Regions from separate parts of the Mus musculus genome. Here regions 2, 3 and 4 are each linked to region 1. The links are chromatin contacts, called in public HiCAR-type and HiChIP or PLAC-seq maps. All regions are on one chromosome and are shown on one strand. The core of a region is the stretch at or near the end of the contact, and the rest is flanking DNA. Distances in the headings are between cores, read along the strand shown. Region 1 holds the start of Snhg18 (small nucleolar RNA host gene 18). Region 2 holds the start of Marchf6 (membrane associated ring-CH-type finger 6). Region 3 holds the start of Ropn1l (ropporin 1-like). Region 4 overlaps Cmbl (carboxymethylenebutenolidase-like (Pseudomonas)).

Region 1 (2,700 bases), core at 62-2,561:
TCGGAATATCCTGAGCACCGATCTTCTCCTGGCCCCAGACCGTGAACCCGGGTATGAAATGCGTGCGGCTGGGCTGCCCGCAGACGGGGGCTCTGCGATTGGAGCTCATCCTGCTGAAGCCCCAGGCTTCGCCATCCCTGCCTTAGTCTTCCTCAGCAAAACACCCTGGCGGAGTTGTGCCCTGGTCCCACTAACCCCAGATTTTCACGAACACCGCAGAGCCCCTGTGCAGAGAGCAGGAAAATAAATGTCCCCTAGTCCACCGTGCAGGGAGGTAGGCGATTCCGACCACCAATCCCGGTTCCAGATCCCACCAAGCAAGCCTGGCCTAGCGCGGATTACGCACACAGATCTCCACGGGTACCTGAAAGGTGCTGGCCGAGGTGCAGGCTTGCCCACTGACCGGTCGCACACCCGGACCTTCTCAATCCACGCTCGTATCCAGGGAAAGGCTAAGACACAAACTTCCAGCCCGTGCACTATCTCCACTGCGACCGCCCCCGCTTTGATGGTAGTCCTGCACGCGCCTCTGCCAGGTTGTCCCCACCCAGGTGTCTGCAGAGTGACCCTACCAGAGACTTACACCACCCGCAAATGGACCAGTGCCGAGTCCAGTTCACACGTGCAGGGTCTCAGCTATGACACTCAGGGACTCTGCGGGGAGAGAGCTCACCAGATGCCGGGCGCGTTCCTCCTGCTAGTCATCCAGCGCCCCGGGGCCCGGAGCTGCTCCAAGGGTCCTCTTCAGTGTACTACGAGGGAAGTCGAGGCAGCCGCCACCACTGCACCCCGCCACTTCTCCAGAGCTATCCTCCTCTCGCAGCGCGCCAGGCTGGGGACCAGCTAGTCTGCCGGAGTCTCCAGTTGTGCAGCTGAGTGGACAGGCTCGCGCCGAGAGAGGGCGACCGGTGAGGTGGCAAAGTTGGGTACCCTCTGCTTAGTAGCTGCGCGTGGGAACCAAGAACACCCCCAAAAAGGATTGCACGTGCCGGGACGCCCCCGCAGTGGGAAGGTGGGATACAGAGGTCGCCACAAGGCTGGGGCCACCGTCAGCCAAGGGCTGAGGAGCCCACCCGCGGCGGGAGCGCAGCGCGCGCGGGAGTGGGCACAGCGTGAGCAGCCGCTGCTGACGCCGCCTTCCTAGCGAGTAGACCAGCGCTGGGTGAGCGGGCCCAGAGCTCGGGGCGGGGAGCACAGGACCGCCTCGCCTCGCCCCGCCCCCGCCCCGCCCCCTCCGCCGCACCTCCCCTACTCCGCCCCTCCCGCGTGCAAACTGAGCGCCCCACCCACCCCTGACCTTCCCAGGCCCCTCCTCTAGCCCCGCCTCTTCCCGAGATGGGACCCCCAAACACTCCCCAGGGGGCTCTCTACACACCCCAGGAGTTCTATTTGTGCCACCAGAGTGCAAGCTCACCCAACTGGTGACTTTTTTCGAACTCCCTTCCTCGCCTGGAAGAGACCTTCTTTGGCTACCCGCCCCTTGCCCGGTGGCTCCTACGTGGCTACTTTGCAGGATGGGCTGTATAAAGGGCTGGAGGCAGTTCAACCCAAACCAGAGACGTGGCGTCTGCTAGGCCTGCCTAAGCTCCAGGTAAGTGCGTGCCCCCGGCGGATCGCGGGTGGGAAGAAAGTGGAAGTTTAAGATTCAGTTCTTCTGTGTCATCATAAGAAGACTGGGGTGTGCTTTGGGGGTGGTGAGGGGCCCGCCGCGGATTCTTACAGGCGAGCTGGGCCCAGCAAGGCTCTCAGTTCTTGAAAAGGATAGATCAGAGAAATGAATAAATCTGCCATCCAAGGAAATAGAGCAAGAGGTTCCCAAGTAGCCCTAATGGGAATTAGGAGAGGGTTACCTCATGGACAGAAACAGCTGGGCTAATTGGTACTCCGCAAGTATCTTGGGAGTTTACTGAGTGAGCATGGGGGCAAAAAGTTTATCTTGGAACGCAAAGTAAATGCCTTGGGAAGGCAGCTTTATTGACGCGTTGTTCAGTTCTCCTTCTAAGGAAGTGATCAACTCACCAAGTTCTAAACAACATACAAGGTTGTGAAGAGGGGAAATTACAGGATAAAGTCAGAAACCGTGGATCCCTGCCCCTACAGCCATGCTTGGCGATCCTTTTCCCTCAGGATAGGGTAAAGGAACGATGTCTTCAGGTTTTCCTCCCATATCGGGCCTTGTTGGTGGCCTCGGGTGCTTTTGCATAAGGAACCTCATCAATGAGTTTCTTAGCTGCAAGACCTAAGGATGTTCCCATTTGCCACAATCACATCCTGGTATTGGCAGGTTGCAAATGTGCCCTGGTAGGGGATAGGGGCGCCGGTGACAGTTCGGGGCCTCTGTGAGGGTTCCATGATGCTAAACAGGGACCGGGTAATAGCTGGAATGTGTCACCGCTCATCCAGGACCACAGAGATTCAAGAGGAGGTGAATAGAAGCACAAGTTGCCACCAATTTGTTGTGTCTGTCACCTTCAAATGAAAGAATTAGGCGAAACCATTTTTGAAAGAGTCCATTGGAGGCTATGTCAACCCCAGAGTGTGCTGTGTCTACAATTGTGGAGCCTGAAAAGTATGGCCCCAACGCAGATGTCTTCTAGGGCTTGTTTGGGAAACATCTACTACAGATGCTTGGCTGGCTTCCAGCTCTGGGGTGGCAGCTCCTGGCTTCTAGATCTTGCCCGGAAAAGTTAATAGGCTTCC
Region 2 (2,700 bases), core at 152-2,651, 710 kb after region 1:
TTTTTTTTTTTTTTGGTCTATTCTATTGTGTTCTAGTACATCAAGGTAGAAGAGAAGGAAGGTTAGAGGGAAAGGGGGATGTAGACCTTTTTGACTACTCCTGATCATTAGGGGCATTGAGTTTCTTGAGATCAGTCCAATCTTCCACAACAGGGCATCTCCAACGTCTCATTAAGCAACAGCAACAGGAGCAGCAGGAACCAAAAACCTCCTCCTCCTCTTCTGCTTCCTCCTTCTCTTCTGCCTCCTCCTCCTCTCCCCACTTCTTCTTCCTCAAAGCACCTCCCACTGCTCTGGAGACTGCCATTTAGATCACTCCCCTCCTAGAGTACGAGACAATCATAGTTAACGGTTGTGGCCCATCTGAAGCAGCCCCATATCCCACACCTGGGGTTAAAACAAAAACAGTCACATAACTTTTTTTTTTTTTTTTTTTTTTTGGTTTTTTGAGACAGGGTTTCTCTGTGTAGCCCTGTAGTCCCGGCTGTCCCGGAACTCACTCTGTAGATCAGACTGGCCTCCAACTCAGAAATCCACCTGCCTCTGCCTCCCAAGTGCTGGGATTAAGGGCATGCACCACCTCTGCCCGGCCAAAATTCCGTTTCTTGAATCTACTTTCCGTTATGTGCACGTTTAAGCATCCGGGTTGGAAACACTTTTCTTCTAATCTGTACTATCTTATTTAGAGAAAGCTCTAAGGATTATGTGAGGAAGGTGGCCTACTGATGCGAGCAGGTCTGAGTCTTTCATCATTCTTTCATCAGCCATTTAGTTCTGGCCAGGTAAGCTTCCCTTAATTGTGTCGCCATCTGAACCCATTTCCCTTAGAGGTAGATTCAATGTTGGCTTTCAGCTGTGAAGACGTGGTCTTTCCACTCAATTGCATAAGCCTCCCCAGGAGAGATTCTGATAACCTGGATGCTCGTCTTTTTCCATCTTAGGGATGCTTCTGTAATTCTTTCAGACGTGCCTCAGAACCACTCAAGAGCGGAACCAAAAATGCTCGTTCCGGGGCCGACTCTGAACGCCCCGGGAGTGGCGGTCGGGTACCCCAAGCTGGGACCCTTTGTCCCCCACACCCGCTCCGGCGGGCGGGCGGGCGTGCGCGCCGGGCTCGCTCCCGCCGCTCCGCGTTCCTTTTGTCCCGGAACGCGCCCGCGCCGCCGCCGCCGCAGCCGCCCCTCCGCGAGGTGCCTGCCGCCTGCCTCTAGGTTTTCAGTCTCCATCCCGCGCGCAGCCTTCGCCACCAGTCAGGCCGTGTTTCGCACCCCGCCCCCGCCTCCGCGAGCCCGGCGCGAGCGCGAGCGAAGGCGCGCGCCGGATGTGACGCGCAGCGCTCCGGCGCCCCGCCTTTTCCGCCGCGCGCCCCGCCCAGGCCCGTCGCTCGGCCGCGCGCCCCTCCCCCCTCCCCGGCGCTCGCTTTCTGTCAGTCGCTGTCCCTGTCCCCCTCGCCCGCGACCGGCTTCCTCTCGCACCCGAGCGCACGCACTTGCCCGGCCCGCGTCCTCTTCCTCCTCCACTCCTCCCGCCCGCCCGCCCGCCTTTCCCTTCGGGCCCCGAGGCTCTGCCGGGTCGCGGGCGCCTCGCGGCTGCGTCACCGCCGCCCCCCAGACAAGATGGACACCGCCGAGGAAGGTGAGGCGGCGGCGCCCGCGCCCTTGCAGCGGCGCCCGCGCTCCAGTCGGGCCGAGGCGCTCGCGGCGGATCCCGCGGGCAGTTTGCTTGCCCGGCGGGCGGGCGGGCGGGCGGGCGGGCGAGCGCGCGGCTCGAGCTGGTCCTCCAGCGGGCTCGGATCGGAAGGTGACCCTCTGCGCGCCCCCCGCCGGTTCCCGCGGGCGACGAGGACTCAGCCTCGGCTGGGACACTGGGGTGCCAGGACTTCGGTGTCCGAGACGTGGGGTGCCGGGACGTGGGACATCCCGGACGTGGGGGTGTCGCGACGTGGGGTGCTCGAGACATGGGGATGTCGGGAAGTGGGGCGCTGGAGACCATAGGGTGCCCGAGGCGTGGGGCTGCCGGGGACTTGACGGTGTGGAAGATCGGGGCCCCGGCCACCGCCATCCCGCGGTCCGCGGAGGAGGGGGCCGCAGTGCGAAGTCCGGGGGCGTTTCCACTCCCCTCCCCCACTCGTTTTTCCCCCCTCCGTGTTCGAGTCTGTTTGCTGTTGTCCTGTAGGCCCAACCTCTGCCACACAACTTCTTTGTTGACTTTGAAACTTCGCGGAAAATACCCCGCGAGGTGACGACTGCTGAGTGGACTGAACTGACCCCTGCTGCAAAATCTTGCTCTCTGTTTGCCTTACCCTAACTGCACTGACCAGACCCGAGAGGGGACGGTTTCTAGAGACTATTGGAGGAGGGAAAGGCGAATATTTAGGTTTCTTCTAAATCCTTGTCACCACAAAGCAAGGGTTTGTTTGTTTTGTTTGTGGACGTGTACTTTGGATGCGGTTGTTTTGAATTAGCAGAGAACACGAAAGAAAAGCAGCCACATGGGTGTAGAAAGCAGCCGCTTACCTGACGTTGTGGCAAAGTGTTTTAAAGCAGTTTTTAGAGGCACTGATGTATTAGTGAGTCTGTAGAGGAAATTATTGATCATGTACTTACTAGTGCAGATACTTACTGTTTAGATATATTCTTGTTCGAATGAGCGTTCTTTTCAACCTCAGGCTTTATTTTACCGACTTTACATGCAATCGAA
Region 3 (2,700 bases), core at 124-2,623, 790 kb after region 1:
CTCAGTGGGCTCGTTAGGTCTGCACACATACACACCTAGTCCTCCATCAGCCTCCTGCTGCTACTCTGCAAGCCTTTAAAACCATGGGTAGACTGTCAGCAAGGCACAGGCCCCTCTGCATCACTTTATGTTGTTTAGCCATTGCGTTGGGTTTTTTTATTTTGTTTTGTTTTCTTTAATCTCCTTTGCTTATACAACCGTGCCTAAGACTTTCTTTCGGCTCGTTCATTTATGCTTTAGGATGTACTTGGAGGAGGAAGGAGCTTCTTGCTCAGGAACCACACCCATTTTGCTTAGGTGGCCATTTCCTTGCCATAGTGTATCTGGTAAAGCAGACACTTCCGTATGTATTCAGTGGATTCCACACAACGGGGCATGGATGCTGAAATTAAAAAAAAAAAAAAAGTGAAGTATTTGGACTGGTAACAGAATGAAAAGCAAACATTCACACTACAGATACTGTACAAACGAACTAATAGTAACTTATGTAGGGAAAAAAAAGGTCAATGTAGGCTAGGCTCACTTTTTTTTTTTTTTTTTTTTTAGATACAACAGCAAAATATAATTCACTTAAGAAAACAAAAGCTGAATTGTCACAATTTATACCTGAGACTTTTAAGAATAAAAGGAACAGACACCTGCACACCCAGATTGTTTTACAATCTTTTCCGCTTCACCAGTCATGTGGTGGTGGTGGTGGTGGTGGTGGTGGTGGTGGTGGTGGTGGTGGTGGTGGTGGTGGTGGTGGTGGTGTGGGTGGGAACAGACTTGTTGCTTCTTGAAGCGCTAAATGTTGCCCAGGCTGGTCTCCAATTCCCAGCTCAAATGAACCCCAGCCTTGCGAGTCTCGCAGTCCCCACATCAGATTTTAACTCTGTTGGTTTTACCCGATTGTGTTGTTTTTCTTTGGAGACCATGATAGAGGTTTTAATAAAAGTTAACCTACCAAGCTACATAATAGGCATTATTATTTACTCCTTATGCCTATCCCCCCCCTTAGGATAAATATTGCTAAGTCGTTAGAAAATCCTGTAGTCCCCAGATAAACGCTCATTTCTGTCAACAGTGTCTGAGAGTCCTTGTTTTCCCATTCTATTAACTAAATGTTTTTTTGCCAAGCTGCTTTGGTTTGGAAATGTGTATTCATACAGTGGGTGTGTGGACCAAATGGAGTCACACGCCAAGCCGAGACCCTGGTCGAGACCTCTTGGGGTTCGGATTAGCGCAACCTCCGCGTTTTAGGAAAACAAGCTGTTTTATGGCGCTCTCCGCTCTGTGGTCACTCGTTGGTCACAGAGGCCAGCCGGACGTCCGCCCCTTGTTTGCTGAGGCTGTGCGCATGCGCAGCTCGGGTTGCCTGGAGACCGCACGCCACAATCGCGTGCTCTATCCGCTCTGGGCGGTTGGGCCTCAGTTTCCTGAGGGGGCGGAGCAGTCCCTCCCCGCCGCCCGCTGCGCTGACCCTGCCTCTCCTCCCCGCAGCACAACGTCCCAGGCCGCCGCGGTCTCCCCAGAACGATGCCGCTGCCCGACACCATGTTCTGCGCGCAGCAGATCCACATCCCCCCGGAGCTGCCGGACATCCTCAAGCAGTTCACCAAGGCTGCCATCCGTACGCAGCCGGCGGACGTGCTGCAGTGGTCGGCGGGGTAAGGCCGGCCAGGGAACCTCACCCCGTTACCGAGTACAGACGCCGACGTTGTGGGTGTAGACTAACAAAGCTTGCACACCAACCGCGGGGCAAAAAGTGGCTCCGCTGAGTTTAAAAAAAAAAAAAAATCAGTTACAGGGATGTTATAAATGAAACCGCCCAGAACAACTGAATTATGCCCCCACCCACCCCCAAATGAGGCAGAGGTATGTGAAAGCTGCCACCTGAGAAAATTGTCCAGCACAGCTCACAGCTAGCGAACCTTCACACTCTAGAAACAAGGACAGGAACCCTTTCAAGGGCCTGACCATTATAATCTTAACACTCATTCTTTCGGTTTTACAAGAGAACTGTGCCACTTTTTAAATCACGAGAATAACTATTTTTAGCCAAAATTTGCTAACTTTCTCTGAACTATATTAGCTAAGGTGGTTTCGTTACTTTTGGCTGTTTTAACAACTCGACTTTTAAAAAACGACAGCTCTGGAGGTAAAAGCAACAAAACATCTGGAGCAGGCAACAGGCGTTTGGGGTGGCTGCTTCCATATCAGACTCGGCTGTTGGAACTTCCTGGCCCTTCTACAATCCGTGGGTTCTCTTCTGCCTTCCTCTCCTGAGGAGTCCTGTGATACATTTAGGAGCCATACCGTTTCTTCAGGATAGTTTCCCCCATCTAAAGTCCTTAATTGTGCAAAGACGCTTGCCATGTAGAGTACCTCTCACGGGGCTTCAGGGGACAGGACCTGGATGTCTTACTTAGCTCCGTCAGGGTCACCTGTGAGCCCAGCGGTCCCTTTGTCAGTTCTCTCAATAACCCCTCAGCGATATTACATATGCTCGAGCCTTAGAGAGAAGGGCTAGGGTGTCTTTATGAAAGTTTATTTGCACTTCAAGTCTCCGCCCCTATTGGCACATTTATTAATACTACAGAGAGAGTTTTTTTGAAGCCTTACACAAGAAATCCCTGATTCATTAGACTGCCGATGAGGGAACAACTATGAATAGGTGTGAATCCACCAAGCCACAGCATTGTAACCGGGGCCTGGACT
Region 4 (2,700 bases), core at 8-2,507, 660 kb after region 1:
ACGTACCTTTTTGGCTGGATGTCATAATTTGAGCCTGCCTTGGAGGTCAGAGCCCATGCAGCCTAGCAATTACCTGTCTTGGTGGATCCTGTGAAAAGTAGAACTTAGCTGATTAAGTCTGGAGGCCCTTCCTTGGCAGTGCAGTCTGCTCCCACTCCACCAATTTGATGGACACAGCAGGATGATAATCTTACATTTTCTGTTCTCCAGGGTGCTTCAGGGTGGGGGTGCCGCCAAGCCCCCGTAACCCGTGATTTCTCAGACCCATGTGGTGGAAAGATTGCCACAAGTTAAACTCTGACCTCCACAAAGGCATGTAGACACAAGTGTTTAAAAGTGAAGCTACGCATTCACAAGTTTTAAAAATCACTTTATTAGGTTGAATGTCGACACTGCTCATTAGGGGAAGTTGAATATACATAGTGACAACTGCTCTTCCTGGTTTTGTACATTTTAACACTTGAATTACCAATGTAAGGCCATATCTGAGAATCTAGCTGGTCCCTGAATTGCCCCCAGTTCCCCTAACAGTCATGCTATCATGGATAGTAAGAGATGGTTAATTATTCAGGCAAATTTGGGCAACAGCTGCCTTGTGCTTGGGTGCTGTTAGACATACTTGTTCAGCCATTCAATTAGGTTCCTCCTTGCCTCCTCGATGTAGGGCTTGTCAGCAGGGGAGCAGTCTTCTCTCTTCCGATGCACAAAGCCATGAGTTTGCCCAGAAAACGTTTTAACTTGGTAATTAACTATGCAGTGTTCTTTAAGCTTCTGGGTCAGTGTAGAAACCTAATATGGGAGGGGGTTGATATATAAAAATGTGAGGGTAATGTGACCTTAGCCCTTTGGTCTCTACAAAGCCCTAGGTGTCTAGAATTTACTCAATATGTAAACTGAGCTGGCTTCCTATTTTCCCTCCAAGTGCTGGTGGATGGCATCCACCACTGCACTGAGAAGGAGTCCTATTGCAATAGTTGACAGTGAACAGGCTCCACAGCCATTGAGTTGTCTTTAACAGTTCCTGGCCACTTTGAGGAGTTGCAGAGCATCGTAATGGCTCCTCCATATCAGCCCTAGAAGCTCTTGGATTTACACGAGCTGAGACCCAACATCTACCGTAGGTCAGAATTTTATAAGTCGTGGTGGCGTACATTTTTAACGCCTGCAGTTGAAAGGCAGATCTCTGAGGCCAGCATGGTCTGCATAATGAGATCCTTGTCTGAGAAAAACACATTCTTGGCATGCTTGAAGCTTCCATCCTCCGCAGCACAGGGTGGGGTAGGCTTTCACTGTAGCTGCCCTACTGACCATCCTAGCTTAGCCAAGCACAGCCCTTTGAGACCATTGCTCATTTCCCTAGTGACTATGGGGCTACTGGGGAGATGCACTTTGCCCCAGCTATCAACCGGAGACCATACACATGGGTGACTAGACCAGAAAAAGATCCAAATTCAAACTTGGCCTGCTGTGTGTTACTATTATCCATAGTAAAGCAAACCAAATGATTTTAAGTTTAGGACTATTGCAAATTATTTGTATTGAGATCTTAGTTAAGACTTATTGACAAATGGCCACTTTTAACTTAGACTTTCCTAACCATCTTCCTGTGCTTAATAAATCCATCTCAGGCTATGGTAACTGGTGGATTACCATGGAAACCATTCACAGTGAACAGGCTGTACCAGGAACACATACATCCTTCAGCTGCCATTCTGAACAGATCCATTCGGGGCTTAAGTTCCATCAGTAAATGTTCATCATTGGAAAACCAATAAACTAGTTCTTAAAAACTTTCTCGGCCAGGCAGTGGTGGCGCACCCCTGTAATCCCAGCACTTGGAAGGCAGAGGCAGGCAGATTTCTGATTTCAAGGCCAGCCTGGTCTACAGAGTGAGTTCCAGGACAGCCAGGGGGTACACAGAGAAACCATGTCTCAAAAAAGCAACAACAAAAAAACTTTCTCGGGCTGGTGAGATGGCTCAGTGGGTAAGAGCACCCGACTGCTCTTCCGAAGGTCTGGAGTTCAAATCCCAGCAACCACATGGTGGCTCACAACCATCCATAACGAGATCTGACTCCCTCTTCTGGAGTGTCTGAAGACAGCTACAGTGTACTTACATATAACCAATAAATAAATCTTAAAAAAAAAAAAAACTTTCTCTAAAGATGTCATGCTATGCAATTAGATATGCAAATGAAGGGCTGCCTACTCACCTGCTCAAGTGGAATCACAGTGTCATTTTCTGCAAAAATAAACAACGTTGGGTTCTTCAAATTATAAACATCTTCAGAATCTCTGATGATACCTAGAAAGAGTTGAGGGGCATTGACTTCTGCAGAAAGCTGCCTGAATTCGGTATGGTTTTGCAAAGTAGACCATGTGGTCAGAGACCTGCTTCCATGTGTTAGGGGTGGAAGTGGTATGCATGCTTTCTTGTGCATGCCCACATGGGGTCTAGTGCACCTGTGTCTGTGAGTGTGGAGGCCAGGTATCTTAAAGTCACTCCTCGTTTTCACCATAGGATCTCATTGAGCTTTGAGCTCAGGGATTTCTGCACACTGGCTGGCCAGGGAACTTGAGGAACCCATCTGTCTCCACCAGCCCAGTCCTGGGGTGACATGTGCAAAGCCTGACACACACACACATAGCAGATTTTCATGCAGATGCTAGGGATCTGAATGCAGGTCTCCATGGATAGGT

What was found. HiCAR-type assays count read pairs that join an accessible place to other places. HiChIP or PLAC-seq counts read pairs in DNA pulled down with a chosen protein or histone mark.
Region 2: an H3K4me3 HiChIP or PLAC-seq map of neural tube shows a contact between it and region 1, with 6 times the contacts expected there. The contact joins the promoter of Marchf6 here to the promoter of Snhg18 in region 1. A contact is called at or near these places in 2 of 39 promoter capture datasets (the C10 cell line and pre-B cells), 3 of 484 Hi-C or Micro-C datasets (Sertoli cells and embryonic stem cells) and 4 of 115 datasets of contacts at active chromatin or transcription factors (astrocytes, embryonic limb bud, neural tube and 1 more).
Region 3: a HiCAR-type map of astrocytes shows a contact between it and region 1, with 2.3 times the contacts expected there. The contact joins the promoter of Ropn1l here to the promoter of Snhg18 in region 1. A contact is called at or near these places in 2 of 39 promoter capture datasets (both in the 3T3-L1 cell line) and 4 of 115 datasets of contacts at active chromatin or transcription factors (astrocytes, forebrain, large pre-B cells and 1 more).
Region 4: a contact with region 1 is called in an H3K4me3 HiChIP or PLAC-seq map of embryonic limb bud, with 5 times the contacts expected there. The contact joins the enhancer-like site here to the promoter of Snhg18 in region 1. A contact is called at or near these places in 8 of 39 promoter capture datasets (the 3T3-L1 cell line, 3T3-L1-derived adipocytes, the C10 cell line and 3 more), 1 of 484 Hi-C or Micro-C datasets (large pre-B cells) and 8 of 115 datasets of contacts at active chromatin or transcription factors (craniofacial prominence, embryonic basal ganglia, embryonic forebrain and 5 more).

The regions. Positions count from the first base shown.
Region 1 is chr15:32,243,273-32,245,972 of GRCm38.p6, reverse strand. It overlaps Snhg18 (small nucleolar RNA host gene 18), which reads left to right and starts at 1,311. Exons shown (of 2, transcript NR_038186.1): 1 at 1,311-1,591. It overlaps Sema5a (sema domain, seven thrombospondin repeats (type 1 and type 1-like), transmembrane domain (TM) and short cytoplasmic domain, (semaphorin) 5A), which reads right to left and starts at 1,160. Exons shown (of 23, transcript NM_009154.2): 1 at 674-1,160.
Region 2 is chr15:31,529,738-31,532,437 of GRCm38.p6, reverse strand. It overlaps Marchf6 (membrane associated ring-CH-type finger 6), which reads left to right and starts at 1,401. Exons shown (of 26, transcript NM_172606.2): 1 at 1,401-1,635. The coding sequence starts at 1,617. It overlaps Gm41287 (a long non-coding RNA gene), which reads right to left and starts at 1,334. Exons shown (of 3, transcript XR_875101.3): 1 at 501-1,334; 2 at 1-323.
Region 3 is chr15:31,452,362-31,455,061 of GRCm38.p6, reverse strand. Ropn1l (ropporin 1-like) reads left to right here and starts at 1,373. Exons shown (of 5, transcript NM_145852.2): 1 at 1,373-1,649. The coding sequence starts at 1,519. It overlaps Gm49208 (a long non-coding RNA gene), which reads right to left and starts at 1,391. Exons shown (of 2, transcript XR_003951491.1): 1 at 1,150-1,391; 2 at 1-382.
Region 4 is chr15:31,587,773-31,590,472 of GRCm38.p6, reverse strand. Cmbl (carboxymethylenebutenolidase-like (Pseudomonas)) reads right to left here. Exons shown (of 6, transcript NM_181588.4): 5 at 2,214-2,305; 6 at 354-789. The coding sequence ends at 610. Among named protein-coding and RNA genes, the nearest start is that of Cct5, 13 kb to the left of the region's middle. Within about 2 kb of position 1,257, at least 46 of the 459 cell types and tissues checked have an H3K27ac peak or open chromatin away from gene starts, as enhancers often do.